Linked DNA regions of Mus musculus: all the other regions are linked to region 4. A link is a contact called in public Hi-C and promoter capture Hi-C data. All regions are on one chromosome and are shown on one strand. The core of a region is the stretch at or near the end of the contact, and the rest is flanking DNA. Distances in the headings are between cores, read along the strand shown. Region 1 overlaps Cfap54 (cilia and flagella associated protein 54). Region 2 holds the start of Nedd1 (neural precursor cell expressed, developmentally down-regulated gene 1). Region 3 holds the start of Cdk17 (cyclin-dependent kinase 17). Region 4 has its middle 50 kb from the start of 4930534H03Rik.

Region 1 (3,547 bases), core at 356-2,855, 1.7 Mb after region 4:
CTAGTAATGATAGCCTGCAATGCTTGCAGACAAGAGCCTATCACAACTGTCCTCTAAGAGGCTCCAGTCACCAGCTGACTGAAACAGATGCAGAAACCCATAGCCAAACAGTAGACAGATCTTGGGGAGTCTTGTGGAAGAGTTGTGGGAAGGACTGGGAGACCTAGAGGGGTTAGAGACTCCACAAGATGACAAACAGAGTCAACTAAGCTGGACCCTTGGGCCCTCCTAGAGACTGAACCACCAACCAAAGAGCATACATGGGCTGGACCTAAGACCCCCACACATATATAAGAGCAGATGTGCAGCTTGGTCTTTATTTGGGTCCCCCAACAACTGGAGCAGATTCTACTGCCTGCATGAGGATCCTGTTCCCCTAACTGGGCTGTCTTGTCTGGCCTCAGTGGGAGAGGATATTGTCTAGTCCTGCAGTGACTTGAGGTGCCAGGGTGGGTTGGTACCCAGGGGGTCCTCCCCCTTCTCAGAAGAGAATAGGAGAAGGTATGGGGGAGGGGCTTTGTGAGGGGAGATGAGGGGTGGCAATTGAGATGTAGAGTAAAAATAAATGAAGAGAGAGAGAGAGATAAAGGCAAAATCCTTGGATCCTGGTGAATCATGCATTCTGATGGTGGGACCCATCGTACCAACTTACATTTCTACATACTAGGATTTTAGGATCCCTCACTTGGAGTACATGGGGCAGACTAATTATTTAAAGTTTTGTTTACTCAATCTAAAAATCCTTTTCTAGTAATGTCCACGCCCTGCTGTAGGAGGATGCTGACCAATTTAGCTATGTGATACAGCATTGTGTATTGCCAGGGTGAGTACCTGACTCAAGTTGGATATTTCTAAAGCAAGATGGACTTCACGCATAGTTTAGTTCTGATGTCAAGGCTGATGGCCCACTATTTAGAAGAAGAATCTGGTTAAAATTTGTATCACTTAGGCAAGAAACTCCTAGGGAAGGGAGGGGGGATATTATCAGGTATGGACTAGCTTAGTGGAAACAGAAGCAGACTAGATGGTTCCAGAGTCAGACAATCAGTCTAGAAAAGGTCCATGCTGGCTGAGACATTGAAATTTTCTGCTGTTACCAAAAGAAAAAGAAAAAGAAAAAGAAAAAGAAAGAGAAAGAGAAAGAGAAAGAAAAAGAAAAAGAAAAAGAAAAAGAAAAAGAAAAAGAAAAAGAAAAAGAAAAAGAAAAAGAAAAAGAAAAAGAGGTGAGCTCACAGAACTTCTACTTAGGCTGCCCAGATGTGGTACCACAGGAAAGAATGAGAGTGGATTTATAACAATCTATACTGAGAGACAAAAATCAGACTCTCCTAAATTGAATAAACCAATCAGATCCTTTCTTGGGAATTTGGATTCAAATGTAAGTGCCTGCTGGCCGCCTGGGTGGTTAGAATTAAGGAGTTGCCATTCTTCTCTCAAAAACAGAGAAAGTCAATCTTCAGAGAGTCGAGCAAAATGTATGTGCAGGGAGAATCAAAGACACAAAGTGTAGCCTTGCCTGGAGCGCAGCCTTCCACAGCTCATGCCTGCCTTACCTGAGCCAGGCTGGCTCCCTGGTATACAATCAGGATCTTAGCTGAAACCAAAAGTAAAATTATCTACGCTCAGTCACCACCGTGGTGACGATCTAGACGAGTGAAAAAGGATGTTTCACAGGAAGGAGCGATGATCTTACATTTAGCACAAGAGAGGCCCGTTGGACATGCAAACTTTATATGCCCCAGTACAGGGGAACGCCAGGGCCAAAAAGTGGGAGTGAGTGGGTAGGGGAGTGGGGGGGGAGGGTATGGGGGACTTTTGGGATAGCATTGGAAATGTAAATGAGGAAAATACCTAATAAAAAATATTTTAAAAAAAGAAAAAGAAAACATATGGGGAAAAAATAGACATTAGCTCATCAATAGATAGGCAAAGAGAATAGAAAGGATCTGAAACTCCTAAGAGAATATACTTATTTTTTTTTACCTATTGCTTGAGCATCCTTTCTTATTGCTGTGATAAAAACACTCTGATAAAAAGCAACTTTGGGGAGGAAAGGGTTTATTTTAGTTTACATCTCCAGGTCCCACCGTCCCTCTTGAGGGAAGTCAGAGCAGGAAATGTAGACAGAACCCAAACCAGAAACCATGGAGGAGCACTGCTTGTTGGCACCTCCTTAACTAACTTCCTGTTATACAGCCCAGGATCACCTGCCCAGGAAACGGCACCAATCGCCTGCAGCCTGGCCCCTCCTGCATCAGTTAAGACAACCAAAACAAACTCCTGCAAACACATCTACAGACCAACCTGATAAAGACAGTTGCTGGAGAAGAGTCTCCTTTTTTTTTAGGTAATTCTAGGCTCTGTCAAGTGGACAGTTAATGCTGACTGAATCGCCCATAATTTTGTCCTTCAAATTGAAAACTCGTGGGCAAAAGGAGACATTCATACAGCAATGGGTTCCGATGAACTCATGTGTGAGATGGGAAACTGTGTGAGCAACAGCTCTCTCCCTACTGTCATGATGAAGACTGTGACAACGCATGCATCTTCCATCCTCAGACTCTGCTGCATCCCACCAGGAAGACCTGCTGACACAACAGCTGCGTAGAGCCCAAGAGAATGAAGTATGTCCAGTAGAGGGGAAGAGATGGAACCTGGAGGAGACAGGGAGCAGACAGGGGACAGGGGCAGGGGGGGGCTCCATAGTGATGCTGCTCTTAAAGAGTGGGCTCAGAGCTCCTGGAATGAGGACAGAGTTACAAGAAACAGAGATGCACTGGTCCAAGAGCCAGACTTACGGTCTGCTACCTAAGGAAGCTTAGGGATGTTGCTGATGCTGCCTAAAATGTCCTGCCTGGAATACAGTGGGATTCTATGCATCTGTTTCCTCAACTATCAAAAGAAATTCCTCATTTCATCACAAAGAGTTACTGTCTGAGGGGAACAATGAAATTTTAGAGTTATTTTAAGCTGACAAATAGTAATTGAATATATGTATGTATGTATGTAGTGTGTATGAATGTATGTATGTATGTATGTATGTATAACAGAGAATGTGATGTTTTGGTGAGTATATACATCATGGAATGACCTAATTGCACTAATTAGCATATTTATCATCTCTAATGTACACTTCTTTGTACTGGTGGCATTAAAGTCATTTCTTCCACTTGTTGAGGTACCCAAGTACTAAGTATTAAAACTCTCTCCTGCCTACCTCTAACTTAAATGCCTGTTGAACGACGTCTCTCCTTTCCCTACCCATCCCCAGCCCTGACATCTGTATCCACCCTCCTAGTCTCTACCTCTTCGAACTTGACTTTCTTAGAATCCATCCATCCATCCGTGAGCTCATACATTCATCTCTCTGTGACTGGCTTGTGGCTTAGTCCCTTCATGTCCCCCAGGCCTGTCCATAGGTTTCCCCATTGTTTAAGGCTGAATACGTCACCAAAGTGATGCTTGGGAAAACCATGTGATGTATCACCTCCCACCTCCTAGGTGGTTCATTATCAAAAAGATGTTTGGCAGCAAGTGTTAGTGAGGA
Region 2 (3,067 bases), core at 150-2,649, 1.5 Mb after region 4:
GTGTGTGTGTGTGTTTAATCCATAGTGTTCCTGTGTGTGTGTGTGTGTGTGTGTGTGTGTTTAATCCATGGTAGCCACACAAAATATGTTTCTTTTTATAGGTCAACACAGTTTCATTGATACTTGAAGTCTAATAAAAAGTGGTTACTTTTTTTTTTTTTTTTTTGGTTTTTTGAGACAGGATTTCTCTGTATAGTCCTGCCTGTCCTGGAACTCACTCTGTAGACCAGGCTGGCCTTGAACTCAGAAATCCGCCTGCCTCTGCCTCCCGAGTGCTGGGATTAAAGGTGTGCGCCACCACGCCCTACTTTTTTTTTTTTTTTTTTTTTTTAAGGGATGCTACGGCAGCTACAACACACTGAATTGATTCCATCTGGTGACATAGGGGGCTGAATTTAACCAAGGTTAAAGGCCAACAGTGGTCAAAGACACGCCCCCACATCATCAACAAAAGCATCATACATATCTGGGTTCCAGAGGACAAACTAAAAAGCATAAGGCAGAAATCATTGAGTCTCAAGAGGAAAAATAAATAAATAAATAAAGTTTATGGAAAGGATTAAAACAGTTATTTGTTGTGCATATTTTTGGATACAGTAGTGTGTGGGGTGGTTCTGAGTTAGAAGGGACCCCTAGTAGGTGAGGCTAAAAACTTGCAGAGTCACCTGTTGAATTGTAGACAATGTTTCTATTTGGTGACTAAAACACTTACTCAATGCCCCTTGTTCCCCGGCCCATGGAAAAACACAGGGTAGAAAAGTTGAACTCTGAAGAACAGTAAACAGCTGCAAGCTGCTGCTACCCTAACCCCACACAAGGAGCCTACTGTGCAGTGTGGTGCAATGAGTGGATCAAGGCTCTTCAGAAGAGTTAAGCGACCCACACAGCTTCAGTGAGGCTGACTTCACGGAGACCTCTCACAGTCCCTTCGCTTGGCTTCTGGGCTCTGACATCAGTCCCCGGGAGAGGATCCCGGGAAAGAAGAGCGACAGCGACCAACTGCACTCTCTGCTCAAGAAGAGTTCTCGGGAGTTGCACCCCTAGCCCAGGGCGCCTGCGCTCAGCAGCTACGGGCGAGCCAGACCCGGGAGTCGGGGTGGACGAGCCGCTCGGGGCAGCTTGGCCCTTAAATCCGGGGCCCGCGACCCGGTCCTGTCCTGTCCTGTCCTGCCCGGTCCCCGGCCACTTTCCAGCGCGCGCGCGCGCCCGCTGCCGCCCAACGCAGGACCGAAGAGGCTGACCTCGGGGGTCCCCGGCCCAAGGCCACCGCGCTCACAGAGCCTCCCTGTCAGGCGGAACCTCACCTCTCAAGCGTGGGGCCACAGGGGAGGCCCAGCTCCACCCGTTCCTCGCTGCGCTTCCGGCTCCCGCCTGGACTGTTAAACTTGGGCGGCCGGAAGTCCCGCCTCGCATGACGTCACGGGAAAGGCGGTGCCCCGAGCGCTCAGCCCGCGGGGGTGCTGGGTGGCCTCCCACCCTGGGGCGGTGCAGAGGAAGATATCCTAGCCTGTAGCTACTGCTCCTTTATCACTCATTTGTTTGCTGGCTACTGTGTGCCAGGCGCTGAGTTAGGCTGTGGGTGTGCACTTACTGTGTTTAGCTTGAAGGGACAAGAGGTCAGTCAACACGCAGGTTCCCTAGCCTGCTGGAGATTACAGTCTAGTTAGGAAGTTAATATTAACACTTCTGTAGGGAAAGGGAAGGCAAGAATAAAATGCCAGGCAGTGGCGGTGCACACCTTTAATCCCAGCACTAGGGAGGCAGAAGCAGGCAGACTGCTGAGTTCTAAGCCAGCCTGGTCTACAGAGTGAGTTCCGGGACAGCCAGGGACTACACAGAGAACCTCTGTCTTGAACAAAACAAAACAGAAGAATAAAAGATGGGGAATTCACGGGCAACTCTCAGTTCCCACAAAAAAAGGTGTCACAGTTATCACAAAGAAGAACGCTCATAATAAAGGCAATTAACATGGTTGGTTTAGGAGAGGATTACTTGAGAGGAAGCCAAGAAAAGCTGCAGGTTAAACATCTAACTTCAAAGGGGTGTGGTGGTACAAGCCTTTAATCCTAGCACTCAGGAGGCAAAGGCAATGGGATCTCTGTGAGTTCAAATCCATCCTGGTCTACTGAACGAGTTCCAGGACGGTTATACAAAGAAACTCAGTTTCAAAGAGGGGAGGGAATGGAGAGGAAATTGTGGCAGGAGTGGGAGAAGGAAAGGAGGGGAAGAGAAAGGAAGGGGTGGGAGGGAAAAGGAGGAAAGCAGAGGAGAGGAACATCTAACCCAAAACGAACCCTAACCCTGAGAACAAACCCAGTAGTGACTTCAGCCTCTGAGCTAGCCATCTTCACATCCGCAGCTTCACATGCTGCTGTTCAGGTACATGAACACCAACTCAGTGGTTTTTTGGTTTTTTTGTTTTTGAAGGAAATGTATTTCATGGTAGAAAGGGGCCAATGAACTGAGTTTTCCCAACATTCCTGCTAAAAGATTGCTCTGTTGAGAGTTCTTACTTCCATCACTGATAGCATGTTCCTATGGAAAGTGTTGCTCCTTTGTCCCAGGTGCACACCGGATGTGTTTCTCAACTGGATACATAATGTCCCAGTTATCTGAACCCATATCAAAAACAACTGGAAACCTAAGAAGTGCCAATCCCCACCTCCCCTAGGAGAAAAAGAAGTCTCTCCAGCTTCTGGAAGCTGGTGAGGAACAACCATAAAATGAAGACGGGGAGCAAGCAGTATATGCCTTGTGTAATCTGCAGCTGCTTTTGGTGTTATTAGCTGATTTTTTTTCCTGGAATTTGGCCTAAAATGCTGAGATCTAAGTAGGGAGAACTGGAACACATGAAGAAAAGAATGCTTGAAGCAGAAAACACAACTCTCTAACACTGAAACCAGCAAGAAAGCTTAAGACTGGATTATGTGGTGGGGGGAAAAGGTAGACACTAAGACTATTCCTGCATTAAAAGTGAGATGTTTCATAACAATAAAAGTAAATAAACTGGGCACAATAGCTCACTCTAGTAATCCCAACACCCAGGAAACTGGGGCAGAAGTATTGG
Region 3 (3,400 bases), core at 716-3,215, 1.9 Mb after region 4:
CTGACAGAGTTCAAGGGCAAATCTATCTTCACCTCTGAGTCTTTAAGGTCTAACATGGTACCTGGTCCAAACGATGCAGTTAGCAATTTTTTGTTTTTAAGTGAAAGAACAAATAGATCAAGCAATAACCACCTCGATTCTAAGGATCAAATTACGACTACGGTGCTATACCAGAGGAAATATTTCTTGGGAATTTTGGCCAAGGCAGAATTATCTTTGGTTTCTAATGGGCTAATTCCAGTCCAGTGATGTGAAGGAAGAATTTCAGATGCAGAAACTCAGGGTGCAATTATGTAGATTCCCTTTTTTACTATTTTGAATATTTACTAAGAGAACAACAACAACAACACCCCCACACAATTGCTTTTGAATATAAGGCAAGCATGTGAAAATGTTTGGTATAAAAGTAGGTCATGTGTAACATATATTTTTCTTTAACTTACAAAGAACTCTGAAATGATGCTAGCTCCTAACATATTATAAAATTGCCTGAATTAGACATATATTAAAAAAATCATTAACTGCTGTTCAAAAGTACACACTCATTCTTGAAGGGAAGTATAAATATGGACATTTTTATAGGGTAAACAAGTGTTGAAGTCTTTGTAGAGGATAATTATTGTTAACCTATAGTTCTGGTAATTTTGGAGACACAGGAGAACTCCGGTTGATATATATGAACCTTATGAGCTGTAGAAAACACATCCAGCTGTGTCCGACAAAGTTCTAGACAGAAGGGCAGGAAGTATCTTCAAGGAAAGGCGCATCAATCAGAAAAGATACGATTCAGAAGTCCTTAGTAGATAATGAGATTTAAAATATATCGTGCACTTCCTGGTGATAAGAACAGAAAAACAAAACATAACAACAACAACAACAAAAAACCCCAACCTTCACCCTACTGGCCTTTTATACCGTTAACCTTTTCTTGGTTAGGGTGTCCACATCCGGACCCTACTGTCTTCTTTCAGTTCTCTCAGTATTTTCCTCTGCCACTTAAGTCTGCTTTTACTTTAAGCTTCTATCCCTACTTGTGGAAAGAAATGGGCCAGGATCACTTTAGTTTGTCTACACATTCAGTTGTTCCTAACTGGGGAAGAAGAAAGTAAAAAGATTTACAGAAACTGGGCCAACCTCTTTGGCCTGCCTCCTTCAAGCAACAGAATCTAACTCACTGCAACAGTATCTCTTTCTGGGTCCTATAACTTAGCATTGACTCTTTCACAACACAGTTTTATTGTAACCATTTTAGTTCCCCCCTCCACCCTCCCCCCCCAGCCTAGAGCCAACAGTGTAATAACATTTAAAAACACTGTGGTTGAAATCAAAGCTTTGTGCGTGGGTGATTACTGCACTGGCCACGCATATCCAGTCACAGAACAGAAGAAAATTGCAGCAATCGACCGAGGTATTTCTTTGTGGGTCATCTGAAGCACTGTACTGAGGCAGGCATCCTGTGTACAGTAGCGCCTGGAATACTTCAAGCAGAGTTTTATTGTTGCGAGGGGACAGTGAGGGGCTGATTTGTGGCGATCGGTTCCTCACCAATCGCGATGGTCAGACACTGTTCAGCGTTCTGTCCACGGACAGGGTCTCCCTTGCTCTCCAGCCGCGTTTGAAGCCACGCTTGAAGTTTCCTGGGAATACCCCCCAGCCCCGCCCAGACCACGCCCCAGTCATAAGCCCCACCCCCAGGCAAGGCTCCGCCCCGCATGCCGCCGTCGCCGCCACCGCCGGCAGGGGTCGCGCTGCCCCAGGCGAGCCGTGCAGGCGGGGGTGGGGAAGCTCCCGCAGCCGGTCGCTTTTCTCCGCCGCCGCTGGTTGGATCGTTTCAATAAAAGTCTTTTTTTTTTTTTTTTCCTTTTTTCTTTTCTTTTTTTTTTTCTAACCCCCGCTCTCGCTCGCTCCGGGGAACAGGCGGAGGCGTCAAGCCGCAGCCTCCGAGCGAGAGAAAGCAACGCGCACTCAGACGAACGAGAGCGGCGGCTGCGGTCTACCCAGCGCCCGGCAGTCCGGCAGCCCGCGCCCCGCCGCCTCGCTCCGCCCCGGCTCGGTGGCCGGGAGTACTGGGCCGTCCGCGAGGCTCCGCGGCCCGGGAGCCATGTTGAGCGGGGGGCTCTGCCACGCGTGAGGCGGCCGGCGGCCCTCGCGGAGCGGAAGGCGCGAGGTTGGGGGGTGGGGGGAGGCCTGAGCCTGAGGCGCCTCGGCGCGTCCGCCACCACCGGACCTGCATCCGCTCGCTCGCTCTGCGCGCCCGCCGGTCCGGAGCCCGCGGTCCCCGCACTTGCTGGTGAGTTGGCAGCGGGGCTGGGCAGGGATCGTGACGCCTGTCAGCGGGCGGCTCGAGTGGGGATCTTGTCGGTCGCATGTCCACGCGCGGCGTGGGCTGCGGGAGTGCGGAGCTGGTTGGGGGACCTGGGGGGAGGGGCTCCATGCGCCGCCGCTGAGAGTTCGCAGCCGATCGAGGCTTCCTGGGGAGGCTGCTGGCCCCGTGGGGCGCCGGGAGGGGAAGAGGCGGAAAGTCCCCCCGAGACACAAAGGTCCCCGGGGCCGGGGTGGAGGCGCGGGCGCGGGGCGGCGGGAGTGGGCGAGGACGCGGCGCTGCGGGCTCCTTGGAGACGCGGGAGGCTGCGCGCGGGTGGGTGGGCAGCTCCGCGGGGGAGGAGCCCTCTCGTGGGGGAGCGGGTCGACACAAAGCTCCGGGCAGCCCTCTTGCTGGCGGGTCACACCCCTGAGTGTCGCTCCAACCGGAGGCGGAGGGACTGTGGGAAACCCAGAGAACCCGGGAAGAGGGGGTTGTGTGTGTGTGTGTTCCACCGTTGTCTTAGCCGCAGTTGCTTTTCTCGGTGTTTTTGTCCGGTTGCTTCTGCTCCCCATCTCAGCTGGGTGGCCCCAGTTTTCTTCCCCACATCACCCCCACGCTGCCACCTCGCCGTCCCCTGTGGTTCCCCACTCATTCTCTCCCCTACTTTTCACCCACTCCTTCTGGGGTAAGCGGTATTTTGCCTTCAGCTAGGGGAACGTTTGCTAATGACAGGATGCCTGACTTGGTCTGACCCTGAACTGCCTTGAACTCTTCTCTTTTTTTTTTTTTTCCTCCCACCCTTTCCTTTCTGGGATCTTCTGTGTCACATGGCCATTAACAATTAGCTTTTCTTCTTCAAAAATGGCAAAAGCCTTTAGCTGAAATCCGTGGCGCCTTTCCCTTATGTTAATGTGGCCATCGAAGACGACGCATCAGTGGCCCTGTTTTATCGCCTCCTGAGCCAAATTGATTCTCTAGACACAAGTCACAAATTTTGTTTTGCGTCTTGGCCATTCCTTGGGCCAGCAAAGTGTATTTCTGGTAGCAGAGCTTCTGTCACGTCACAGGCAATGCTTGACTAAGGGAGACAGCTCT
Region 4 (3,265 bases), core at 496-2,995:
TGTGTGTTTGCTAGAGGACAGTGTTGTTGCTTATAAGCCACAAGTCTTGGTTTTGTGTTTGTTTTGTTTTTTGAGACAGGGTCCCTCGCTGGCCTGGATCTAGCTCGTCCCTGCCTCTCCAGAGCTGGGAACGCAAGCTTGGGCTTGTGTTTCTGGAGATTAAACTCAAATCTCTCACAGTTAGGAGGCACTTTTTGGACTGAGCCATCTCCTTATCCTACTAGAATCATCTGGATTGTTCTCTCAACTCTGAGGCCTGTGTGTAGGGTTTTTCTTTTATACCATTCTTGATCTTAGAAAACCTGTGGACTAGTGAGACAACCAGTTGTTGTAGTGAGTGGTCAGGCAGGTGTACAAGAGGCAAGAGAAGCAGCCAGGGGAGAGATTTCTTCTCCTGCCTCAGGGGCCAGTGGGGGTTAGCCCTGACCTCTTTAGGGTTAGCATGGTAGACATTTCAAATTGTTTTCAAAAACAAGATGAGGGCTGGAGAGATGACTTAGTGGTTAAGAATATGTATTATTCTTCCCAAGGACCTGAGTTTGATTCCCAGCACTTACCTTGGGTAGTTCACAGCCATCTGTAACTCCTGCTCCTAGGAAAACTGACTCCTCTGGCCTCTGTGGGCACGCTTACATGCATACACCTACCCACACACACAATTTTAAAAATAATAAAAAATCCTAAAAAGACGAATATAAAAATCTGAATACACACACACACACACACACACACACACACACACACACGCACACGCACACGCACACACACACACCATCATCATCGCAATTACTTCTAGTTTTGGACTTAGCATGGTAAATGAAGAGCTTATTTAAATATTTTTCACAAGAATTTCTCACTGTTTTTCCTATCTCCCAAATTGCTACTTTTTTTTTTTTTTTTTTTTTTTTAAAGACTATCAATTTCTTGGCGGTGGTGGCACCAGCTTTTAGTCCTAGCACTTGAGAGGCAGAGGCAGGCGAAGTTTGAGGTCAGCTTGGTCTACAGAGTGAGTTCCAAGGCAGCCAGGGCTGAGCTGCACTGAGGAACCCTGCCTTGAAAAACCAAAAGACTATAAATTTCTCTCTGGTAAGTAGTTTTCAAGGTGACCATGCAGGGACAAGGGTCTTAATAGCTTCGGATGGGGTTGAAGGCCTGTGGTGGAAGTGCTGTGAGCTAGCAGGAAGAGGAGACAGCCAAGGCCAAGCGTGGGGGTGGGGGAGAGTGGGCGAGCGTGTGTGTGTGTGTGTGTGTGTGTGTGTGTGTGTGTGTGCCTAGGAGGGACCTGGTGCAAGCAGGAGACCCCGCCCACATCTGGAGGCCCCAGGCAGGATCCTCTTGGCACTTGGTGTAAAAGGCAGAGGCCCCACTGCTATTTTTTCGGTGAGCGAGCCTGGTGAGGGAGGCTCCCCCGTGCGCCACCTGCAGGCAGGAAGTCCGCAGGACCTAGAGAGGAGACCTACGGGCTTTACGTGAGATATGGGGAGGTCTCTGACATCTCAGGCTCCCTTTCCCTGTCGGTAAAATGACAGCCCCGTTTCATGTTAATCCAAAATGGATTTGTTTGTCAACTGTAAAGTATATTTCACACCATCATGCATTTATTCCACATCATGTGGCATGTTCTGAAGTTGTATAAAACCAGGAAGAAGCCAGGCAGGTCACAAAAATGCAGAACAAAGGGAGGTTCAGACTGAAATCAAATAAGGATGTGGAGAGCTTGTGCCTGTTGTTCTCTCCGGGGCCCCACAGCCTGAGGTTACATGACAGCTGGGCTGTAGTGGTGCCTGCCTTTAGATCCTATCACCTGGGTGGCTCTGGTCTCAAAAACAAAACAAAACAACAACAAACCAACCAACCAACCAAACAAACAAAAAGGAAAAGAAGACCATAGGTTTATGTTAGTTCATGTCGGTGTGACAGTACTTATCTTTTTTTCTCTTCCTCCCTTTATCCTCATCTCCCTTCCTCCAACCCCCCTTCCCTCCCGCCTCCCCTCCCATACTTATCCATTCTGTGACGATCATGATGCTAGCACATTGTGAAGGCTTACCAAACAAACCTTAATAACTGTTCCAACACACATCTGTTAATTTTATGCTTAATCAATTCACTTCACTTAATTCCAACTCAGTTAAATTAAATTTGGTTCAAAAAACAATTTTTGAGCGTTTGTCAGGTGCCAGGGGTCCAAGGACAGCCAAGAAACTGACTTGTCCCGTTAGTGCTTCACTGTGCTGTCATTCCCGCATCTGGCCACTTGGTGGCAGTGTGTCACAGAAAATGCTTATTTGTGGGGCTGGTTGTGTGGCGCCTCCCCCAGGCCTAAGGCTCCGAGATTGTTGCTCCTTGCTTGGATTTGTTTAATACACACTTCCAAATTGAACAGACAGCTGGTATTATAGCCATGCGTGTGCCGTGTATGTGCTTAATTATACTGTGGAATTAAATTCAAAAGGGTGAGAATGTGGTTACATGTGTATGCTTCCAAAGTCTGTGTGGAGTTCACAGCTTTTGCCTGGGGCTCAGTCAGTGACAGGGACGCCACAGAGAAAGCCGAGGGAAGCCTCAAACCCAGCGGCAGGTGGTTATCAGCAGGCAATAGTGAGAATTTGCTTCCCCAGGCCACCTGAGGTTCCCTTTCCCACCGCCTGCTGCCTTGGTTCAGCTGCCCAGCCTCGATTCATTTCCTCTGCTTCAAGACGGCTGGGCCATTAGGGAGCCCAGAATCATGACCTTCGTCTTCACACCTCCCAGGATCTCTGACTTTTCTCTGTCTGCTGAAGTCACCCTGAAAACCTGTACTTGCAATGCAGGGCATGTTCCTCCGGAAAGTCATTCATTTGCTAGTTTCAGCGTTAATGACATCTAGGGATGTTTTTCATAGTGAAATCTCAGGTTCAGGAAAGGCCAATGGGAAAAATCACAATAGCAGAAAGATCTCAAGGTTCTTCCCCACAGCATCGTCAGCAGTCCGGGATGGGGCGGGGGTATTTGTCGGTGCAGGACAGACCCTTGTTGGGCACTCATTGCTTTCCACCAGGCTCTTTCCTTCCCAAGGAACGTCAAAGGGGAATCACTTACAAATTTCTCATTCTCGTTGAGTTGAATTTGCTTCCTGTAGGTTTCAACGGTTGTTCCTTATTCTTTCTTCTAGAGACATACAGGCAGCACCATAGGTCTTGTTAAATTATTGTACAACCTGAGCCTATCTGTCTGAGGAGGGCCAGAGACTCTGCGTCTCTAACAGGCTCCCAGAGAATATTCA

Evidence for each region. Promoter capture Hi-C pulls out the DNA fragments that hold promoters and counts their contacts. A called contact is a pair of places that touch in the nucleus more often than the background predicts.
Region 1: a contact with region 4 is called in a Hi-C map of CD8 T cells, with 3 times the contacts expected there. The contact joins two enhancer-like sites. A contact is called at or near these places in 2 of 39 promoter capture datasets (embryonic stem cells and hippocampal neurons), 5 of 15 datasets of contacts at CTCF or cohesin (CD8 T cells, embryonic stem cells, large pre-B cells and 2 more), 110 of 484 Hi-C or Micro-C datasets (the AML12 cell line, the AtT-20 cell line, B cells and 73 more), 9 of 115 datasets of contacts at active chromatin or transcription factors (PVALB interneurons, T-cell acute lymphoblastic leukemia, astrocytes and 6 more) and 1 of 9 other capture datasets (embryonic stem cells).
Region 2: a contact with region 4 is called in a promoter capture Hi-C map of liver, with 5 times the contacts expected there. The contact joins the promoter of Nedd1 here to the enhancer-like site in region 4. A contact is called at or near these places in 9 of 39 promoter capture datasets (the HPC-7 cell line, cranial neural crest, embryonic stem cells and 6 more), 2 of 484 Hi-C or Micro-C datasets (CD4 T cells and double positive thymocytes), 5 of 115 datasets of contacts at active chromatin or transcription factors (embryonic forebrain, embryonic stem cells, large pre-B cells and 2 more) and 3 of 9 other capture datasets (adipose tissue, embryonic stem cells and liver).
Region 3: a contact with region 4 is called in a promoter capture Hi-C map of liver, with 3 times the contacts expected there. The contact joins the promoter of Cdk17 here to the enhancer-like site in region 4. A contact is called at or near these places in 6 of 39 promoter capture datasets (cranial neural crest, frontonasal cranial neural crest, hippocampal neurons and 3 more) and 8 of 115 datasets of contacts at active chromatin or transcription factors (astrocytes, embryonic hindbrain, embryonic limb bud and 5 more).

The regions. Positions count from the first base shown.
Region 1 is chr10:93,004,991-93,008,537 of GRCm38.p6, forward strand. The region is part of intron 22 of Cfap54 (cilia and flagella associated protein 54); the gene reads right to left. Among named protein-coding and RNA genes, the nearest start is that of Gm40739, 68 kb to the right of the region's middle. Within about 2 kb of position 1,606, at least 10 of the 459 cell types and tissues checked have an H3K27ac peak or open chromatin away from gene starts, as enhancers often do. A contact at or near this core is called in CD8 T cells, Th1 cells, Th2 cells and 1 more, where this site is marked.
Region 2 is chr10:92,721,019-92,724,085 of GRCm38.p6, forward strand. Nedd1 (neural precursor cell expressed, developmentally down-regulated gene 1) reads right to left here and starts at 1,400. Exons shown (of 15, transcript NM_008682.2): 1 at 1,305-1,400.
Region 3 is chr10:93,158,911-93,162,310 of GRCm38.p6, forward strand. It overlaps Cdk17 (cyclin-dependent kinase 17), which reads left to right and starts at 1,966. Exons shown (of 17, transcript NM_146239.2): 1 at 1,966-2,290.
Region 4 is chr10:91,269,091-91,272,355 of GRCm38.p6, forward strand. No RefSeq gene overlaps it. Among named protein-coding and RNA genes, the nearest start is that of 4930534H03Rik, 50 kb to the left of the region's middle. Within about 2 kb of position 1,746, at least 110 of the 459 cell types and tissues checked have an H3K27ac peak or open chromatin away from gene starts, as enhancers often do. A contact at or near this core is called in CD8 T cells, Th1 cells, Th2 cells and 6 more, where this site is marked.